2 separate regions of the Ovis aries genome follow, and region 2 is linked to region 1. Evidence: chromatin contacts called from public Hi-C data. All regions are on one chromosome and are shown on one strand. Each heading gives the region's core, a stretch centred on a gene start, on an enhancer-like site or on the middle of the called end of the contact. The rest is flanking DNA. Distances are from core to core; before and after follow the strand shown. Region 1 overlaps KIF6 (kinesin family member 6). Region 2 overlaps DAAM2 (dishevelled associated activator of morphogenesis 2).

Region 1 (4,642 bases), core at 341-2,840:
TGGAGAAACTAAACCCATGCGCTATAGCTACTGAACCTGTGCAGCACAACTAGAGAGTCCGTGTGCAGCAGCCAAGACCCCTCGGGTTGCAATTAAGACCCGGCACAGCCAAATAAATACATTCATATTTAAAAAGAAGGAAGATTTCTTTCTTAAAAAAAGACTAATATGATTCTATCTTTATAAAAGCATGTGGATGTATATGCATAAAAATATAAAATAATATAAGCCAACATGTTATATCGATTATCCTTAAGTGGTGGGATTATGGTAATTTTACCTTGCGTCTGTGTCTATAACATATATAAAATATATATATTATAACTGTAATAAGGAACAATCAAGTGTTGTCACTCCATCACAGGAAGCGACGGTGGCAAATCCCCCAGCTTTTGGGGAGCTGTGCACACCCCCACCCCCACCCCCACCCTTCCCTGGGTCAGTGAGACCCGGACCACTCACGTCCCTTGTTACTACTGAGCACTCACTTCAGGAGGCAGGGGCTGAGAGTGCGTTTGGTGTGGGTCAAGGCCCCTCATTCTTTTCCCTCTGCACGCCACCCCCCAGGGGAGGGCTGCATGTTCAGCCCCTCCCTGGCTGCCTGCCAGTCCCCAGGCTGCAAGAGGAGGGCGGACTCTGGGGCAGTGAGGGGGCACAGCGGCCAGTACCTGCAGGCTGGTTGCCTCCTTGGCCCACCAGGCTTCAAACTCTTTCTGCAGCTTCACCTTCGCTTTGTCCATGAGCAGCTGCAAATGCTCTATCTCCACCTTCAGGGCCTTCAGGCGCGCGAACATCGTTTTATATCTACAGTGGAATCAGAGAAGGGGGAGGGAGGGAGGGTTCGAGACCAGGGCGAGCCTCAGAAGCCCGGCAGAATGGCCGTGGTGCCTGAGGCCAGCACACTGTGCTGGTGTGTGAGCCCAGAGCCGGGCATTTCTGTCCAGAGGGCCATGGGCTCCCCTAGAAGGCTGGCTATCATTACTGGGCACTGAGGGGCAGGCGTTGCCATAGCCACTTGCTGTCTACAGACTCATTCAATCCTCTTCACCACGCTAGGATGAAGGTGCTATTATAACCATCTCCCCTTCACGGGTCTGGAACCTGAAACATGGAGAGGTTAAGGAACTTGGCCCTTAGCACAGAGCTAATAAACACAGGGGCCAGGGTTTGAACCCAGGTCATCCGGGGATAAGGGTAGGGTGAGAGGGTCCACTTGGGGTACATGCCTAGCCAGCTCAGGGGTAGGTGGCTTGGGTAGCAATGACATCATTGCCCTCTGTGAGCAAGAAAAGTTTCTTGTTTGGTTTCCCGCAAGCAAATCTCTCCAGGGCAGAGAAGATAGCCAACCTCTCTGCTGAATGCCTAAATGAAGAAATGAACCGAGATGCTTGATCAGTAAGGACCACAGGACTGTTTATGCTTGAGGCTCCCCGCTCTGCAGGTTAAATCATTCTGGGGCCCTCAGTGGCTGCAGGAGGGTCTGATGTTCTCCGTCACCCTGCAGGTACCGAGGCTCAGGAGAGGAGCGAGGCTGAGGCCCTCTACGGTCATACTCCCGGGCTCCCCTAGAGGGCAGCAGCAGACAAGACTAGCTACTTCCGGGGCTGCAGCCCGGGCCCCAGGCTGCAGAGGCTGCATGGCGCAGATGGCGACCAGCTCTCCCTGCCCGAGTCAGGGATCCTGGCTCTGGAGCCTGGCTGGGTCTTCTATTCCCCACTCCAGCCTCACCCTGCCACGGCTGGCTTCCTGCACCTCACGACTGCCTGCGGAAAGGTGGCGCCTCCTCCAGCTAATTTAAGACCCACTTCTCAGAGGGGCTGCAGGGCTGGGTCGGCGGGGTAGGGGGTGGTGGCCCCCTGCCCTGCCCCACAGCTCCAGGTGGTCCTGAGGGTCCTCTAGGGGTAGGGGTGGTGGTGGGGGTGGGGGGCAGGGATCAAGGTGTGTGCGGCGAAAGGAAAGGGCACCTTCTTTTCTCTTCCTCCAGCTGTGATCGCAGCTTCTCTTCCAGCTGGTCTGGCATCGAGGGCAGGGGGGTGTTTTCTGAGATACCTGGAGAAGGGAGATGCTGATAGCTCACTCCAGAGAGGAAGAAAGGGTAAGTGTGATGTTTAGAGCAGATGATAGAGTCATCGTGCCTCCCAAGGTGAGAGGAGACCCTGTGAGTCCCCGTAGGGTCTCTGGATGGGAGCTTGCTTCACCCGCCTCCTCTGGGTGGCAGCCTCTGCTCGGCCGAAAGGCCCCCAAGGAGGCTTCCGTGATCATGCTTTGGACATAAATCCACAGTCCAAAGCCTGTCACTGGAAGGCAGTTCTTCCTTATGTCACCATCAGTCCTTTCCCCATGGGCTTCCCTCATTCCTTCTTGGGTCATCAGTGAAGACGCAAAAGAGCATTCCCCCCTCTTTTGATACAGAGCCCTTTGTAAACAATGAAGGCATCACTAAAATGGCTCACGTCTCACTTTGCACCACCTAAGGTGCCGAATCCTCCAGCCTTAAACCATGTGCCCCACTTTTGACTTCCCCCTAAAACACTGCTTCTGAGCCTGATTAACCCAACACGCACTTGAGGCTGAGACCCATGCTCAGATGCCCTGTCCTGCGGGCAGTGTGACAGGACCTGTGCAAGTCCTAGGTGAGGGCTGCTACCCAGACATGCCAGCCGCTGCTGCTGGTTGCCAGGTTGCCCACTCTGGGTGCTACAGGCTTGTCTGGAGCCTGTCTTTCCATAGCCTGGTTGTTGGGATCTGTCTATCCTCCCAGGAGGCTTTTGGTGGTTGTACGGCATGTCTCACTCAGAAGGCATCTTAGAAGTCACACAGCCCTACTTTCTGCTCCTTGGAGGGGACACTCTACCATGGGCCAGGTACTTAATGGACAGGATCAGACAATTGCTCCCATTTTACAGATAAGGGCATGGAGGTTCAAAGAGGTCAACCTGCCCAAGGCCACACAGCTAACCAGAGCAGCTTGGATCTAAATCCAGGTTTGTTTAGTTGCAAAGGCTTTGGAATCAGAAATTGCTTCGATGACGTTTTTGAGGATGGTCAACTGCTTTCTGCCACAGTATTGCCAGGCACTGGGCTCACTGCTTTGCATGAGAACACAATTCATTGAGGGCAGCTCTGTTTCCTCTTTTTTTTTCTTTCTTTCTGTTTCCTCTTAATTGGAGCTGAGACCTGCCGCACTAACTTCTTTTCACCTCAACTTTGGACCTTTGGAGCATCACAGTACGTCCTCCTTAATCTGAAGATTCTTTAAATATTTTAACAGCAACCACCACAACAAACTGTCACATCTGTCTGGAGCTTTATTCTCAGGCTGACTCTGCCCAAGTCCCTCATCTTAGGGCTCAGTGACATGGTGACCTTCTAACTGATCGTAAGTATGGAGTCTGCATCTGGACATCATATTCCAGACAGGTCCAGGAGAGGCAGGGTAGAGGACAGTTTTCCTAGCTTTGAAAAATTCATGTTCAATATCTCTATGGGAGGTGAATTACAAGCAATGACCATTACTGAGTGTCTCCTATATTCCAGATCCTACCAAGTCCTACTAGGCACCGGGCTAGATGCTCTATTCACCTGATTGCTAATTCTCAAAATAACCCAGCAGGAGAGGCATTACCAGCTCATTTAAGTTAAGAGTCTGAGGCTCAGGGAGATCAGTAACTAACTCTAAGTCACTCAGCTAACAAGTGGTAGAGCTGGGATTTGAACCCAGTTTCTCCGGTTCTAAAGCGCTAAATGCTTAATACCAGGCAACACCCAGCACTGCTTTTGTGTTTCAGCAGTGTGGACCTTGTCATGGTCATGGCAGCTCGTCACTGTCTTCTGTTAATTTTGCAGTCGGTTGACACACGTTCCTATTTTTATGAGTGGTTGTCAAAATGCATTCTGTTTCACTGCGACTGTCCTTTGGATCCCAAATGCAACATTTCCCATTTATCAGGGGTTTAGCCTGCTGAGGGATCCTCATTCTGGCATGCCTCTATTCTTTTCCTTTTGGTTGCTTTTTATGTTGCTATCTAACTCACCGACAAATATGCTAAGCGGATTGGGATTCTTTTCTTTATCTGCCGGGCACCTGTTTCTCTCTCCCTTGTTTCAAGGGTCACCTGTCACTTGTTAACTGGCTGAGCAAGCGTCTCACTCCATAGACACCATAGACCTCCCAGCGGAAGTCTGTGCTGTCCCCCAAGCCGGTGCATCTAAGTGGCCCTAATGATCCAGACCGCCCATCCTAGTCGCCGTGGGTCCCCCAGACCCAGGTAGCGCAAGTCCCCGGGGGCAGGGACTGGTCCCTCTGCTCTTCGTTCAGACTCCATATCCAAGGTGCCTTCAGCGCCCACAGTGCTCATGGGCCCTGTCCTCTCCGGGGAAAGTCAGGCAGTACCTCAACGCCAAGCTGATAACTATGGGACTTGAAATGTGAATACTTCCTTTCCTAACAGTTTCAGCAATGGGCACATGTATCTCTGAGTCTGTTAAAAAAAATAGCTGTGACTCTTCTGCTTCCTTTTAACACTTTTCGACCCAGACCAAGGAACTCCTTGAGGGACGCAGTGAAGACCCTGCTCTGGGGGAAGTGAAAGTGTGAAAGTGAAAGCCACTAGGTTGAGTCTGACTCTTTGTGACCCCGTGG
Region 2 (4,200 bases), core at 1,353-3,852, 600 kb after region 1:
TGTGATCAGCGCTCCTGAGCGGGCACCAGGGAGGGATGCAGAGGATGTGCGGGGGGTGGCGGAGGATCAGGCCTGGCCTCCCTGTATTTTGAGAGTCTTTCTCCAGGCCAGGGTTCCAGCCTTGCCTGCCCAGTCTCCAAGGTCCTGGGGTAGGACCAGGTCCAGTAGGGAAGGCGGGACTCTGGGGTTTAGGACAAACGGGGCCTGCCCCGACCCCATCCCCAGTTGGGGATGAGGAAGAGTTAAGATGGACAGCGCCCTGCTCTTTCTCCTCTGAGCCCTCTCAGTCTATCGCCCCATTTCAGAGCTGGGCTCACGCAGAGGACTGTCACTCTGCGGGTTGCCCGGACTCTGGGGGTTGAATTCACAGCTGCAGAGCTGGAGAGATCCCAGAGGCTGCATTGCCTCTTTGGCCTCCTCTTTCTGTCTTGGGGTCCTGGGCGCATGGGACAGGGACCGTCCTGTGCCCTCTGCCAGTCCTGAGTTGGTGACTTCAACCCCACCTGGGTCAGGAAGGGAGAACCAGGTGTGAGCTCTGCCCCCTCTGCTTCCTTGGAAATCAAAGGACAGACAGGGGGCAGAGGGCAAGGGACAAAGTTCAGGGATGTCTGCTTTCCTCTGTCTCAATGAATGCGACATGCACGTGCTTTGAGCTCAAGTTCAGTTGTGGTTGTCTCCCCTCCCCTGTTTTGGAAGAATGAAGTCATGCAGGGGTACCGGGATGCTCTATGTAGGAGAGGGAAGAAGTGCAGTCAAAGCCTGGGGTGGGCAGCTTGGGGGGCCCATCCGACCAGGAAGTGGTGGTCTCCCTGGGCGCGGGGCACACAGATGAGGCTGCCTGTCCTCCGCTTGGTCTGGCTTCTTTGTGAGTGCATGTCTGCTGGAAGCAGCTCGTGTTTGGTGCTACCTGCAGTCTCCATCTCCAACCATTGGGGGGGTCTCCCTTGGGGTGGGGCAGACAGAGTAGATGCTAAGGGGTCCCCATTCCTTTCCTACTACTCTTGGGTCCCCAAACCTCTTGGCTAATGTTGTGCATGTTTGATTCTCTATTGGCTGTGGCTGCTACCTGCCTAGGAGCTGATAACTAATCCTTCCCAGCAGGTGAGTCACTCTTGGGGCTCTGGACACTATAACTCTTAACCACTGTCCTGGGCTCTGCTGCCCTATACTGGGCTCAAAAGAGGGGGCTTGTCAATTCTACCTTCTGCCTTATTACTCATCTTAACAGGGTGGCATCAGGTTGGGTCCCCAAAGAAAAAGTGGAAATGTAGGGAAAGGAGCTAATGCAAACAGACCCCCACCATAAGGGAGGTAAACGTCTGCAGAAGTGAGGAGGAAGCTTCTGGGTCCGTTGTCTTACCCACAAGGCCCAAGGCAAGGCCGTCCTATAAGACTGCACCGGTTGGGCAGTGCACAATTCCAGGGGCACAGTCCACACAGGCAGTGATGTGAGAGGCAGCCCCTGGAGCATGTGCATGGAAGGACCTCCCAGAGGAGGAGCGAGCCTCCTGTGTACCTCATCAGGGCCCAAGAGAAGGCAAGAGGACGGTCTTTGATTTCTTGGGAATTGCCTGCTAGAATCCCAGAGGAGAGAACTTTGCAAGGAATTGTGCCTCAGTTTCCTCCCCTCTGAACTAGTGGATACTCTCCACCCTGGGCACCTTGGGAAGCACCCAGAGTCCTCAGGGGTCCAGGAACCATGGCCCTCTGGGGACTTGGAGCCAGCTTCTCACCATAAGATCGGCGAGAGGAGGCTCTCTGAGCAGGGTGAGGGGAGTGGGGGTTGATTGTCTGGGATCTGGCATGGGTCAAATCCCACTGCCCACAGCTATAGGGATCAATAACTCCCCCTCTAGCCTGCCCAGAGAAAGCAATGTCTGAATAGGGGGCTTCTCATTGCCCCCAACCCCTTCTAGCCCAGGCTAAAGTCCCAGAGCCTCGAATTACTCAGCTATTAACCACCCTCCTGTCTCCCCAGTCTTGTTCTCTCCTTTTGTTTCTTCCACTCACACCAGGAGCATTCCCTGGTTGGCACTGGGGTGGCTCATGGGCTGGGGTTGGGGGTGGGCAGGAAGAAGACTGGGGGAAACACACACCTCACCCTTGCCACTTGGCTTGTCGGTTGCAGAAAGAGCTGGGTTCCACTGAGGACATCCACCTGGCCTCACGCAAGGTCAAAGAGCTGTCTGTTATTGATGGCCGGAGGGCACAGAACTGCGTCATCCTTCTCTCCAAGTAGGTGCCCGCCCTGCCTCTGTGGCCCTGCCCCAGGGAAGGTTGTGGGTGGGAAGGATGCGCCCCCAGAGAGTGGAGGCCTGGGCTGGGGCTAGAGAAGAAGATGAGGGAGCTGAGTGCCTGGGGAGAGAGGGACTGGCAGACGGATGGGGTGGTGGTGACCTCTGGGCTCCCCCCAGCTCCAGCTATCCCCTGGGAATGGCAGGGCGCCCCTGATCCAAGCATCCTCTCCCGGGAGCCCCCGCGGAGCAGCGGTGCAGACTCTGCAGACAGGAAACTGCCCCAGGCATGAGGCCCCTGACCTGCCTGGTCGGCGTCTGGCAGTGGCATCGCTCTAAGCCTGCGGAGGGCCCCGCTTGGCTTAGGCCACAGAGCAGCATGATGTCAGCCCCCAAGCATTTCCCGCGGCTGCAGAACAAACAGGGCAGTATCTGGGCTAACAGCCTAGCTTCTGTGCGGGGGCCTCCCGCCTGAGCTGGGGTCAGAGGGCACCGCCTCTCTTACTATTTTTAGTGCTGCCCTAGGACACGCATCCCCACTTTCCTCCCACAGGGCCCCAGGGCTCAGTGTCTCCCCATCGATGGCAAGGGAGACTTCTGCTTGCCCGCTCCCGATGGGTGTGCATCCGGAGGGGCTGTGTGGACATGTGTGTCTCTGTGTCTGTGTGTGCACGTGCAGTGCGTGCAGGGGATTGCGTCTCCCTCTCCCAGTGTTGGAACGGCTGTGTGGGAGCCAAGGGGCAGCTGTTCTGTCTTGAAGGAAGCAGGAGCCTGCCCTAATGGTCTGCCCATATTCCCATCCTCCCATGGAGATGCTGCGGGTATTTTGGGCATGAGAAGGAGGATCGGAACTTTTTGCCCTGTCTCAGTCTACACTGAAGATGGCCCTCTTCCTCCCAAACGTCCCCATCAGTGAGGATGGAGACTCAAGCAAGAGACCAGAGTACTCACGTCTCTGTTTAGGGACTAAAATATCTCAGGCTCAAGTTATAGAGGGAACCGGGTGAGTTTAGTGTCAAAGGTTTTACCGAGCAGGGAGTGCTATCAAAGGTAAAGGAGAGAGAGAAGGCCCCGGCTCTGGCTTTGGAAGGAGGAGGCCAGGGGTCTGTCCTGGGCAGAGGGGCCAGGCCAGGCTGCTCAGGGTGGGGTTTTGCCATAGGTTGAAGCTGTCCAATGAGGAGATCCGGCAAGCTATCTTGAAGATGGACGAACAGGAGGACCTCGCTAAGGACATGCTGGAGCAGGTGAGGCCCCTGAAACTAGGAGGCAGCCGTATCCCTTCCCGACAGTCCCCAGGGAGGCTGAGACTCTTAGGTCAAGGAGAAGTCAGGCTGGAGGAGCAAGGGAGAGGCTCATAGAAACTTCCCTGGATCAACCTCTCTGAGAGGAGACCAGAACAGACTACATCTTTTCAGGGGCTTGAGGCCCCTAGAAAGGAAACATGAGGAGTGATTCCCCCATGAGTCTCAGGGCAAAGACAGTGGCCGCAGCCACGTGCTGCTGAGGGCTTCCCTGATGGCTCAGCAGGTGACGAGCCCGCCTGCAACGTAGGAGACACCGGAGACACGGATTCGCATCTCTTCCTCATGGGTCTGCTATGTCCTTCAAGAGAAACCCAGAAACTACCAAGCAAAGCCACCATTCGCTGGACTTTGAAATTAAGAACCCTGTTGATCAAAAGGCACTGTTACCAGAGTGAAAAGGCAAGACAAGCTTTAGACCTTTGCACAAAGAGCTCATATTCAGAGCAGAGGACTTTACAAATCAGTGAGAAAAATGACAGACAACCTAAAAATGAGCAAAAGATTCAAATAGGTGCTTTATAAAAGAGAATCTCCAAATGGCTCAATACCATCACTCATCAGAGAAATACGGTAAAAGATGTTCAGTACTATTAGCCATCAGAGAAACACAAAAAGTCACAGTGAGGGCGAACCAGCCACCCGCTTAAACAGCTAAAACCGAA

Evidence for each region. Hi-C and Micro-C count contacts between places; a contact is called where the count stands out from the background.
Region 2: a Hi-C map of tail adipose tissue shows a contact between it and region 1, with 6 times the contacts expected there. The contact joins two enhancer-like sites. A contact is called at or near these places in 7 of 16 Hi-C or Micro-C datasets (hypothalamus, liver, mixed tissues and 2 more).

What each region holds. Positions count from the first base shown.
Region 1 is chr20:13,224,926-13,229,567 of ARS-UI_Ramb_v3.0, forward strand. It overlaps KIF6 (kinesin family member 6), which reads right to left. Exons shown (of 21, transcript XM_060403167.1): 16 at 1,965-2,049; 17 at 669-804. Among named protein-coding and RNA genes, the nearest start is that of KCNK16, 31 kb to the left of the region's middle. Within about 2 kb of position 1,591, at least 3 of the 54 cell types and tissues checked have an H3K27ac peak or open chromatin away from gene starts, as enhancers often do. A contact at or near this core is called in hypothalamus, where this site is marked.
Region 2 is chr20:13,825,274-13,829,473 of ARS-UI_Ramb_v3.0, forward strand. DAAM2 (dishevelled associated activator of morphogenesis 2) reads left to right here. Exons shown (of 25, transcript XM_060403169.1): 16 at 2,129-2,235; 17 at 3,394-3,478. Among named protein-coding and RNA genes, the nearest start is that of MOCS1, 51 kb to the right of the region's middle. Within about 2 kb of position 2,603, at least 15 of the 54 cell types and tissues checked have an H3K27ac peak or open chromatin away from gene starts, as enhancers often do. A contact at or near this core is called in hypothalamus, where this site is marked.